Regions from separate parts of the Sus scrofa genome. Here region 1 is linked to region 2. Evidence: chromatin contacts called from public Hi-C data. All regions are on one chromosome and are shown on one strand. The core of a region is the stretch at or near the end of the contact, and the rest is flanking DNA. Distances in the headings are between cores, read along the strand shown.

What was found. Hi-C and Micro-C count contacts between places; a contact is called where the count stands out from the background.
Region 1: a contact with region 2 is called in a Hi-C map of fetal skeletal muscle, with 2.9 times the contacts expected there. The contact joins the promoter of MROH1 here to the promoter of LOC106507406 in region 2. A contact is called at or near these places in 1 of 5 promoter capture datasets (liver) and 1 of 47 Hi-C or Micro-C datasets (fetal skeletal muscle).

What each region holds. Positions count from the first base shown.
Region 1 is chr4:575,190-581,255 of Sscrofa11.1, reverse strand. It overlaps MROH1 (maestro heat-like repeat-containing protein family member 1), which reads left to right and starts at 3,397. Exons shown (of 44, transcript XM_021090405.1): 1 at 3,397-3,541.
Region 2 is chr4:440,396-446,348 of Sscrofa11.1, reverse strand. LOC106507406 reads left to right here and starts at 3,844. Exons shown (of 3, transcript XM_021090502.1): 1 at 3,844-4,843. The coding sequence starts at 3,982. SCRT1 (transcriptional repressor scratch 1) reads right to left here and starts at 3,249. Exons shown (of 2, transcript XM_021090532.1): 1 at 2,644-3,249; 2 at 1-616. The coding sequence starts at 2,839.

The sequences.
Region 1 (6,066 bases), core at 2,148-4,647, 140 kb before region 2:
AGTGCAGGAAGGGCAGTGGGGGATTTGAGTCCGAGTTGGGCTCCTCATTGTCTGGGGATGCTGGGAGCTGGGGCTCCTTCAGCTTGTCTGCAACAGACCGCGGTGGGAGAGTTAGGTGGGGTGCCAAGAAGCTGCCCACCTGCCCTCCCTAGGGGACCTGCCACACCTGTGCAGAAATGCGCATGAGCGGTTGCCAGCATCCAGTGGTGCGTGGCCACCTGGTGCAGGTGCGCTGGTGGGTGCAGCTGGAGTGGGCCTCCCATCAGGTCCTGGCACTCTGTGGGCCATGGCTCAAGCCTGCGGCCTCTTGATGCCACCCCCCTGCCCCCACCCTCTGCTGTCCCCAGCCCTCAGCCATCACCAACAATGGTGGCAGCTTGGAGGAGTCGTCCCATTAAGTCTTCCTGAGTGGAGGGGATCTGTGTTTTAGTGTTTCCTGGAGGGAGATGGAGGTGAGGCGGCCAGCCCTGGGCTAGCACAGGGCTCAGGCTCAGTGGGGCCACCGCCCTCCTGTCCCCCCACCCCAGCCCCTGCCCACAGTCTTCCCAGCCTGGCTGAGGGAGGAATGACCCTTCTCCAAACTCTGCCCACTCTGCAGGCACGAGTGGGACTTGGGAGGGGTACAGGGAGGAGGCGCTTACCTGAGGACGGGCCTGGTGGGAAGCTGGGGCCCCTGCACCTCAGGGGCAGCATAAGTGGTGGGGCTGTCGCTCCGGCAGCTCCCCAGCCACCCTGGCGGAGAGGACGACAGCTCCAAGGTGTGGGCCTCTCAGGGTGCCCCCTCCCCTCCCCTGGGGCCCTGCTGCAGGGCCGTTGGAGCCCCTGGGGTGGCCGTCACACAGGCTCCTGCTCCCCCTGCTTCCCGCTCAGGAGGATGCGGGGCGTGTCGGCGACGGAGACACGGAAGGAGCTTAGCAGTGCGTTCTTGAGCCCCGACCAACCGGCAAAGCCGAAGACTATGCTGGGCATGCAGCAAGGCGGTGCCGGGGGAAGGAGATCGTGACTCCTGGGAAAGGCTGTGTGCTGGGCCTGGGCGAGCAGGCAAGGCTGGGGTCCAGGCCTCTTAGGAGGGTTGAATGCAGGCCTGGCTGGGGTAAGAGTTGGGTTGGGCTGGGGGCTGGTCTCTCCAGGTGTCTGGGTGGGTGGGGCAGCAGGCACCCTCACCAGTTCACGACACTCGAGTCATGGCAGTGGGTTACGATGCTGACCAGCTGCCAAAGTAGCCGCAGGCCTCCTCTCCAGCCCCGGGCAGCAGTGGTGGTCAGACACTGCACTGACGTGCTCCCGCAGAGTGCCACGGGCTGCCAGCTCCAGCACCAGCAGGAGCACTGGCCATTCTCCTAGGCCTCAGACAGCTACACCTGTCAGATCCCCACCTGTCTACTGTCACCCCTAGGAGGGGCTGTCAAGCGCACTGGATTGGAGTCTCGGGATGGGGTGGGGCTGCAGCATAAGGGTGCCGGGCGGGGGGAGGGTGAGCAGGACAGGAACAGGCTGTCGCAGGGGCTCTGTGCCCGTTCAGGTGCTTGTAGGCAGCACTGAATGGCAAGGTCTCCCCGGGCAGGGCCTGTGGGAGCAGCACTCCACAGGGGCCTCAGCGGCGGAGCTGATCTTGCTGGCCACCTGTGGGGGTGGAAGCAACGCCTGCATGACAGCCACAGCCCCTTGGGGGCGGGATGCGGCCTTTGTGCACCTTGCTGAACTTGGCAGGGGCAAGGCTGGGTGAGCAGCATCCTTGGGGGCCGAGTGGACCTTATCCTCCTGTGTGTATGTGAGTGTGTGCATGTGTGTGTGTTTAGGCTGCACTCGCGGCATAGGGGGGTTCCCAGGCTAGGGGTCAAATCAGAGCTGTACCCGCCAGCCTACACCACAGCCACGGCAACGCAGGATCCAATCCATCTGCAGCCTACACCATAGCTCACAGCAACACCAGATCCTTAACCCACTGAGCGAGGCCAGGGATGGAACCTGCTATCTCATGGTTCCTAGTCGGAGTTGTTAACCACTGAGCCATGATGGGAACTCCCAGATTCATTTTTTTTTTAAGAAAGATTTTTTCCAAGTTCCCCAGCAGTTAAAGATCTGGTGTTGCCACTGTCACGGTATGGGTTCAATCTCTGGTCTGGGAACTTCTGCATACCATGGGCATGGCCAAGAAAGGTTAAAAAAATTTTTTTTGCCTATACGCATAGCATATGGAAGTTCCCAGGTCAGGGGTCAAAGTGGAGCCACAGCTGCTGGCATATGCCACAGCCATGGCAGTGCAGCATCCAAGCTGCATCTGCGACCTACACCGCAGCTCATGGAAACGCCAGATCCTTAACCTACTGAGTGGGGCCAAGGATTGAACCTCTATCCTCACAGATACTAGTCAAATTTGTATCCCACCGAACCACGATGGGAATGCCTAAAATTTATTATTTATTGAAGTATAGTTGATTTACAATATTGTATTAGTTTTTTTTTTTTTCTGCTTTTAGGGCTACAGCCACAGTGTATGGAAATTCTCAGGCTCAGGGTCAAATCAGTGCTATAGCTGCCAGCCTACGCCACAGCCACAGCAATGCAGGATCTGCACTGCATCTGTGACCACCACAGCTCATGGCAATGCCAGATCCTTAACCCACTGAGCAAGGCCAGGGATCGAACCTGCCTTCTCATGGATACCAGTTGCATCTGTTTCCACTGCGCCACAACAGGAACTCCCTATCTTTATTTTTTTGAGGAAACTCCGTAGTGTTCTTCATAGTGGCGGCACCAATTTACATTCCCATCAACAGTGCAGGAGGGCTCCCTTTTCTCCACACCCTCTCCAGTATTTGTTATTTGCAGACCTTTAAAGAATTATTATTTCTACAGCTGCAGTATATGGAAGTTCTCAGGCCAGGGGACCAATCAGAACTACAGCTGCCAGGGAGTTCCCATTGTGACGCAGTGGTTAACAAATCCGACTAGGAACCAGGAGGTTTCGGGCTCGATCCCTGCCCTTGCTCAGTGGGTTAAGGATCCGGCGTTGCCATTAGCTGTGGTGTAGGTTGCAGACACGGCTCAGATCCTGTGCTGCCGTGTCTCTGGGTAGGCTGGCGGCTACAGCTCTGATTAGACCCCTAGCCTGGGAACCTTCATATGCCGCGAGAGTGGCCCAAGAAATGGCAAAAAGACAAAAAAAAAAAAAAAAAAGAACTGCAGCCGCCAGCCTATGCCACAGCCACAGCAATGCAGGATCTGAGCTGCGCTGTGACCTACACCACAGCTCACAGCAGTGCCGGATCCTTAACCCACTGAGCGAGGCCAGCGATCCAACCCACGTCCTCATGGATACCAGTCGGGTTTGTTACCGCCGAGCCGCAAGTGGAACTTCCTTTTTTTTTTTCCTTTTTAATGGCCACACCCACAGCTTACGGAAGTTCCCGAGCTGGGAATCAAACCCCACGGCCTCCGAGAAAACGCCGGATTCTTAACCTACTGCACCACACGGGAACTACAGGACACCTGCTCATCTGGATCCCCACAGTCTGCTGGCCTGCTGAACCATGCGCATGTATGCGTGTACCTGCTGGCGGAGGGCTTGGGGTCTTTGGGGTGTTTGCTGTGTTCGTGTGTGAGAGATATAGGACTTGACAGTGCCCATGTGTTACCAGGTCAGGCCCACCTGGCGTGTGTACCTGGACAAGTATGTATTTGCGCGGGGACCGGCTTTGGGCTAATTGGCGCGCTGAGCCCGTGTCCCCAATGCGTCCTTCCGTATGTGGGGCGGTGTCTGTGTGCCAGGACCGTCTGGATGTAAGTGTCGGACAGGGACACAGAGCAGAGCGAGAAGGAGGCGGGGTCCCGCAACCGGACGAACGCCTTGCGGTCCACAGGGCGGTGTATTCTCACCCAACAGTCAGGTGCGGATGTCACGGGGCGGCGGTGGCGGGGCCGAGCGCGAGGCGGAGATTGCGCACTCCGGCCCTCTGGGGCTCGGTGGGCGTGGTGGAAAGAGAGCGAACGAGAAGGACGCCCCACGGACCAATGAGCGCGGACATCGCGTGGAGGCGGGGCCGGGCCGCCGCGCGCCGGGCTGCGGTTGGCAGAGGGCGGCGGGGCGGGCTGTCGCCTGGCCACGCCCACCCCCGGCCGCGGCAGTCGGGAGGGCGGCGCCCGGGCGGCGGCTGCCGCGGACCTTTAGGTAAACCTCGATCTGGGCCGGCGGTCGGGAGTCGGGGGCCGCTCGGGAGGCCCCCTCGGGGAAGTGTGCGCTGTGGGCCCTGGGGCGGCCCCCTTGTTCAGGCCGCGCGGGAAACCGAGTCAGGGGGCGCCTCTCCAAGGTCACCAGGTGAGCTCGGGAGGGTCCCGGGCGTCGCGGGGCCGAGCCCGCCCCCTTCTCCGGACTCAGGTGCGGCCGGCCCCGCGCGCATCCGGATTCGCTGCGTCACAACCCGGAAGAGCGGCCTGGGAGCCGAGCCGCTCATGTTCTTCCCCACGTCGGCGTGGAACTCTGGGCGCCCGGCCCCCTGCCCGCCCCCTGCAGGGTGGGACTCAGGGTCCCTGGTCTCCGTACCCATCCCCGCCCTGGGGGTCTTTTGGCCCCGAGTCCTAGTGCCTGTCACTTTGCGGAGGCGTGTGGTCCAGGTCTCTGCTTCCCCAGCAGGCTTGCGGGGTTCCTCTCTATGGCAAGCTGAGCCTAAACCCTTAGAGTCGGAAAGGGAAGGGACCATTGCATTCTTTCCATTTTCTCTTTGACATTAGAGGGGGAGGCAGTCCAGAGCAGGGAGGTCATTTGTCCCAAATCCTGAGGATTACTGGCCCCGTAGTGTAGATGGTACAGCTGGAAGGGCTTCAGGAAATCCAGCTGTCAATTAAGCTGAGAACTAGGTGGTGCTCGGCCAGGGCCGGCCCCCAGTCCCTGGGCTCCTGGGCCCAGTTTGGGGTTCTGATTTTCCTGCAGCGCCACCACAGCTGTAATGCAGTGGCAGGGCCTGAGAAGAGGGCTCTGTGGGCACCCACAGCTCCAATCTACACACTTGCCGGAGGTTCCCCTTTGCCAGCCTGGCAGGGTGGGGGCAGGGAGGCACCAAGGGGGGTGGGGGCCAGAGCAGCTGTCTGGTGGGGAGGCATGTGGGGTTGGGGGTGGAGCCGACTTGGAGGGGACATTTCTGGAGGCAGGAGCCACGGTGGGAAGGGATGGTGGTAGAGGTGGAGAAGGGGGTGTCAGTGAGCCACTGTGGGGTGTGCGGAGGGAGATGGAGGACCAGGAGGGGTGATGCTGACTCCTGACTTAGACACCTGAGTGCATGATGACACAGGAAGAGGCCGGTGAGGTGGGGGCCGGGGAGAAGTCAGTGGGGAAGACAGTGTTAGCCCTGTCAGATGTGCGTGCTGGAGACGATCCAGATGGACGTGGCCAGCAGGCCCTGGGCCCCAGGAGACCCCTGTCATCGGTGGTGGGACCCTTCACTGGTAGCATGATTGTTATGTGGTTGCCCCTACAGTCCTGACAGCCAAGGGGCTGTCTGCAGGATCTTTGACCGTCATAGCTCCAGTGAGCACATGTCTCTGGTCTCTCTTTGGCGTCAGTGTGAAATGGCCTGGAGTTGAGCTGTCTTGGTTACCTTGAAACCAAGGTCCAGGCTGCTGCAGACTGTTGGAACCTGCATCTTGCTGTTTCTCACTCCCCCAGGGCTGTTTGCTGCCTGCTGAGGGCTCTGGTGGATCAGAGGTAAAGCCCGTGGGCTGCTTGCTGGCTGTATTCACAACTATCACATGTGCCTGGAAGCAGGTGTCTGTGCTTAGTTCAGATCCAGGGTCCACCGAGGCCCAGGTGAGCAGTGGCGTTGCTGCTGGTTAGCGGGAGCCAGTCCTGGTTGAGTCCTGCCACACTGCTTACCAGCTGCTAAGTGTCCTCTCAGACATGCTTGGCTGTGGCTGTGCAGATTAAAGGAGATGGCGCCTCTAAGGTATTAACTGCGGGATGTGGGGGTGTGGGGGGCGGCCCTTCCAGACCCTTCCCCCATGGAGTGCTGTGCCTTCTGTACTGTGCTCACAGGTCTGTCTGCTCCGTGGAGGGCAGGGTCTGGGCTGCCA
Region 2 (5,953 bases), core at 2,595-5,094:
TGCGTGAGCAGGTGCATGGCCATGGCCGGCATGGACACGTACACCTTGCCACACGTCGGGCAGCGCCGAGCCAGCTGACTGTCCAGGCTTCGGTGCGTCTGCTTGTGGCGGCTCAGGTTCGACGACGTGGCGTACGTTTTGCCGCACTCGCCGCAAGCGTGCCGGCCTCCCGCGCCGCCGGCCCCGGGCCCTGAGCGCGCCTCGGTGCCCGCCCCCGCGCGCGCGCCGCTCCGACCCGCGGCCCCCGACCCAGCACCGCGGGACCCCGCCCCGACCCCACCTCCGCCGTCGCCGTCGGGGGCCGCCGCCGAGGCCGTGGAGGGGGCGGCGGCCGCGTTGGCATTGGCGGCCTTGCGGCGGGAGCGCCCGTCAGTGATGAAGAAGGCGTCAGCGGCGTAGCCCTCGCTGACCGCCGCGTCGCCGTTGATGTAGCCACCCGCGGCTGTGGCCAGCTCCGGGCGCGGGGTGGGCGGCGGCGCCGAACCCGCGGCCGCCGGGCCCAGCTCTCCCCGCACGGCCGCAGCGTACATGGGCTCCGGGGACGGCCCTTTGAGCAAGGCCGCCTCGGCGTCGCCATCGTAGACGGAGGCGGGCCCCGCGTAGTCGTTGAGGTATCCTATGGGCCGAGGCGGACAGACAGGCAGACAGCGGGAGGGAAAGCGGGCAGCGGGTGAGACACACGCGGGCGAGAGGCGGGAGACACCGGGGTCCGGGAGGAAGGGAACCAGGAGGAGGACAAAGGATAAGGGGCCAAGGGACCGCGGGGCAGGGAGGATGGAGACAGCGGGGAGGGGAAGAGAGGAGAGGAGAGATGAGACAGGGCCCGGCCGGCTCCGCCCCGCCGCCTGCCCGCCCCACCCTCGCAGGAGGAGGAAAGAGTCGCATCTTCGGGCGCGGCTGCCCCCCTCCCTTGAAGCCGAGCTTCAAGGTCAGGGGGGAGGGGCGGCGCTACCCTCGCCCTCCTTCCCCGCCGCCCCCTCTCCTCCCCCTCCCCCTTTCCCTCCCCCTCGGGTTCTCCCCACTTCAGCAGTTTTCCCTGATTATGCAACACACTGCGGACCCGCAGCGCACAAAGCCAGGACTGCCTGTCCAGGGACCCCGGCGCTCCCGCTAACCGTGGTTCCCACCAGCTTTTCCACTGGGCCGAGAACCGCCCGCAGCCTCAGTGCTGCCCCCTCTCTGGGGTTCCAGGTCCCCCAACAAGCCCTGGAGACTACTACCTCCCCCGACCCCTCTAGCACCTCCCTTTCATCTCCGGGTTCTCCCACTACTCACTAGACTTGATCCTCTTCGGCTCCAGATCTACCTCTTGCCAATCACTCTGCTCCCCCCCCCGCCCCCCGCCTTCGGTCATCCTGAACCCTCGCTCCACATTACCCTCTTCCTTCAGGCCCTAATCCTTTGTGGGGGCCTTCCCAAGCCCCAGCAAAGGTGACCAATAAGAGGCTGTGTTGGGGACAGTGCCAGGGCATCCGCCAGGGGACACCTTCACAGGGACAAACTGCAGGCCAGCAGCATTATTCATGCTGTAACTGCAGTTGTTCTCAAGGCATGAGACGGATCTCACAACCTCAAAGTCACAAACGCACACCCCACACAATACTGGCTCTGGCTTCTTCAGGGTTACGCTCAGCCTCTCAGACACTGTCAAGCCTGGAGTCCCCTCTGTGTAGGCTGCAGGCTGATTCAGGCATACACCGCCTACTCATGCAGGGTCAGACATGCAGCCATCCCCTGACACCCTCTCAGCTAGGGTCACCAGTCACATGGGTGCATAACAGCCTCAGAGTCACATGGTCCCATGTAGTGGCACACAAGCAGGCACACACTCATACAGGGTCACACACAAGCGCACACAGTCACATGGCCACACGCAATCACATGGGTGCACACAGGCTTATGTTCCCGCAGGTCACACTTGTTTTACCACCCCAGTCTGCTGGCACTCCTGGACCCCTTGTCTGCATGTTCACAGTTGTCCTTGAATTTGGGCACCCTTACACAAAGAGCCTCCCCTGCCTCCGCCACTTTGGACTTCCCCTGCCCGCCCACAGACCACCTGCCCACACCCTTCTTCCTGACCCTGGATGGAGGGAGGATACTGCTGCTGCCTCTGCTGGTACCTTCGCCCTGACAGGTGGGCGGCCCCCAGGACCACATGGCTACTCCCTGGAGCTCATAGCGCTTCCCTGCTGGCCCTAGCAGGGGGTCCTGGAGGTGTAGCCAAAGAAGAGAAGAGGGTTCTGAGGCAGGCTCAGTTTTCTGAGTGGGTTTGCATGCATCGCTGGCTCCTGTCATGTCAGCAGGTGTCCATGCTGTGTTTGCCCCACCACAGGTCAGGGTGTGGGTCAGTGTGTACCTCCTGTTCTTGACCTCCGTTCCCCACATTCCCTCCTGCATTGACACTCTCCCGGCCCAGCCTTGGCTCGGTTCGGGCCTGTCTCTGCGTTTCCCTCTCCCCACCCCACCCCCATCTCCATCCCCTCCCAAGCCCCTCTCCAGCCACCGCCTCCTACTGGTTCTGGTTCGCTCTGGTCTATTTCCTGGGACTCCTGCTCCCTCCAGCCCTACATTCTGGCCCTCTACCCCCTCCCAGCATTGCCCCGGACCCCTCACCGCCCTCAGCCTCATCCCAGCTCGCACCTTTCTCCTGCAGTCGCACGCCGAGGTCGCTTCGGGCGCGCCCGTAAGAGCTCTCGAGGTCTGCCGAGGAGAACGTGTCAAGTTTGACCTTCTTGACCAGGAAGGATCTGGGCATGATTCCTGCGGGGCTCCGGCGCTGTGGGCCTGCGGAGCCGGGACGCGGGGGGCTGCGGCCGCGGCGAGGCCCCGTCACCATCCGAGGAGCGGCGGAAGCAGCACGAGTCCCCACTCTGGCCTTTGGATGCTGCCGCACGAGTGCCGTCCTCTCTCCTGCCTGCCTGTCTTGCGTTTCCTCCTCTGCTCCTCCGGATCCCTCTTCTTCTCCTTCCCTCCTTCTCTTCTCTTCTTCTCTTCCTTCTTCCTTCCTTCCTTTCCTCCTCTGGTCCCGGCTTCCCAGCCCGCAGTGCCGCCCCTGGACAGGCGGGGGAGGAGGCTGGGGGGGCGGGGAGGGGGGGGAGCGGCTCCGTCCCGGGCCCGGAGGCTGCGAGTGGGTGCAGGGCTGGCCCGGCTCCGCGGCCCCCTTCCCCTCCCCCCCGCCGCGGCGGCGGAGCCTCAGTCAGCGACCCCCCATGCCCCCGGGAGTGGCGGCGCGGGGCCGGGAGAACGCGGCGGCGGCGGCCGGAGCGTCGGCAGCTTCAGCACCGCGGCCAGCGCCGGCCCGGCCAGCACCTCGGCCAGCGCCCGGGCGCGCTCCGCCGGCGCAGGCAGCGAGGGGCGGGCCGCGGGGGCTCGGCCGCCGGGCGGGGGTCCTCGGCGGGGGTCTCTGGGAGGCTTGCTTTATTGTTCTGCAGCCCGAGCGAGCGGCGGCGGCGGGCGGGGGGCGGGGGTCCTCGGGGGAGGGGTGCGCAGGGAGGGCGGGCCGAAGGGAGGTGGGAGGGAGGGACGGGGGCTCCGGGGGCGGGGCTCGAGGCTCGGACAGCTCCTGCGCCCGGCCTCCTGCGCCCGCGGCCGCCTCTGCCCGTGGCCCAGCCCAGCCTCCGGCTTTTAAAGCCCAGGAGCTGAAGGAGGGGGAGGGAGGAGTGGGGGAGAGGTCGGCGGAAATGGCTGCTTTGGGCCGGGCCCCCGCCAGGGTCTCCAGGGAGGGGTCTTGGGGATGCCGCGGACCCCGCTCGTGCGGAGTTCCCAAAGAGCCGCCGGGAACCGAGGCCCAGCGGCCCACAGCATTGTCGGGCGTAGGGGGAAGGGTGGAAACAGGCCCGAGACCCTCAAGCCCCGACGTGGGATCTTTGGGGGAGGAACGCAGGGCGGGCCCTAGAGTGGTCCAGCCAGCCCAGCTTTCGGGTGCGGAGGCTAGGGATCTGCGGGGGCAGATGGGGGAGGCGGGAGGCGAGGCGGCGAATGCTGAGGCAGCGAAAGCGCAGTGTGGAAGTGCTGCGCGCGCCCTGTGCCGCAGTGACTCTCTGCCACTCTGTCACCCGGGCTGACCCCGTGCCCGCTGGAGAGGCCTCCAACACCCCCGCCTTTCTCCCGAGGGGCGGAGGTCGAGCGCAACGGCGACGCAGCGAGTGGGGTGTGAAGGGGGAGAGGGGCTGCCATGTCCTTGCTCCAGAAATTCGGTTTCATTGGCGGTTTTCTGCCCTTCCGCGCGCCTGCAGCTCCCCCACGCGGCCCCGCAACCAGGCGGATAACCCTGCCCCCGGCCGCCCCGGGTTTGCAGCCCCTATGACGTCACGCTCAGCAGCCAATGGCGGGCGCGGGGGTGCGGCGAGTTCCGGGCCGCACAATGGCCGCACGCGGGGACATATGTCCCCAATTAGGGCCCGGTGCCGCCATTGTCCCCTCACCCGCCCTCTCCCAGCAATTCGGATCTCCAAGCTAGGCGCGCGCCCCCACGCGGCCCGCTGTCTCTGGGGACCAAGGTCGCAGGGACGGCTCCCGGGAGTGTCGCGGCGCGTCCGAACGAGCAGCGCGCGCCAGGCGGGGGCGCGCGCTCACCCATCACTGCACGCGGTGACCTTGTGCGGGGCGGCACGGCGTGCCCGCGGACACCGGCCGGGAGCGCGCGGCGGGAGGGCCACGCGGGGCGGGGGGGACGCCTTCGGGGGCGTGCCTGGAGTGCTGAGCTCAGCGCCCTGGAGCCTGCCGGGCTCCCGGTTTCCTCCCGCATCTCAGCCCAGGAGCCCAGCGAGGGTGACTGAGCGAGCCGGCCCGGCCCTGGGGCGCGGCGGAGACCACAGGCCCGCTTTGTGGCAGCGCTGGGGTATTCATCTTGCGTGGCAGTTGCTCCCGAGGGGCGGGGGCAGGGCTCGGCCTCCCCCTTATCGCAGAGCCGCAGCCGGCAGGGCCCGCAGTGGGGGCGGGGACAGGGATCCCCTTGGCCGAGCCGCTTGTCCCTGCCCCCTCCCAAGGGGGCCAGGCAAAGGCGCAGCCGGAGGCCCGGGGCCAATTAGCATTTTGATTGCGGGACTGGGGGCCCATCTGGACCCAGGCCTAATTACCAGGCGAACCCTCGGGGCGCCAGCGGGACGTGCCAGGCGCAGTCCCTTCACCCCTTCACCGCCTCCTCCCAGACGATCCGCCCAGTGCTGCGGACCCACCGCATCCCTGTCCCCCTCCGTTAGTCCCAGTCGCCCAGTCTCTAGGTCGGTGTACTTTTGTTCCTCCGGCCCTTCCCTCATCCTTCCACCCTCCTGCCCCATTCTTTGTCCCTCCCTCCGCACCTTTCTTCACTCTCATTCCTCCACCCCCTTCACTTTTCCCTCCTGTCTCTGTTCCTTCATCCGTGGGTTCCTCTGTTCCTGCTCGAGGTCCCCATCCCTGCGGCCCCCAACCCTCTTGATGGACAGGCCATCAGAGCACCAACACATGTGTCCCTCGGCCGCAGCTCTCCAGGGGATCATTCAGGCCGACCTTGCCCTGGCTTGCTGGGGTAGAGCCTGCAGTCCCTGCCCCTGTCCCCTGGGAGGGGCAGCTGGGCCCAGGCCTTGGCCATCAGTCCGAAGCGCCCAGGGTTCGGAGTGCACATGAGGCCCAGGAGCAATTACTTGGTCCTCTTCACTCCACCTCCTTTGCAGCATCCCTGCCACCACCCTGATATCTGAGGTCACTGTGCGCCCCCCCCCCGCCCCCGTGTTGTGTGGTCCAGCTAGGAGAGGCTTGGGAAAGACAGTTGGAAATACCCATGTTTTTTTCAGCCCTCCTCCACCTGAGGCCACCCTGAGTCTCTCCCACTGAGAACTGGAGGTGTCAGGGGCTTTGTGGCAAGAGAGGAGGCTGGGGTCCCAAGGCAAGACCACTTTGGCCCCCGACAGACCTAGGAGTTTGCAGGGTGCTCCCATACTCCAGGCCATTGCATGGACCGCCCCCCATA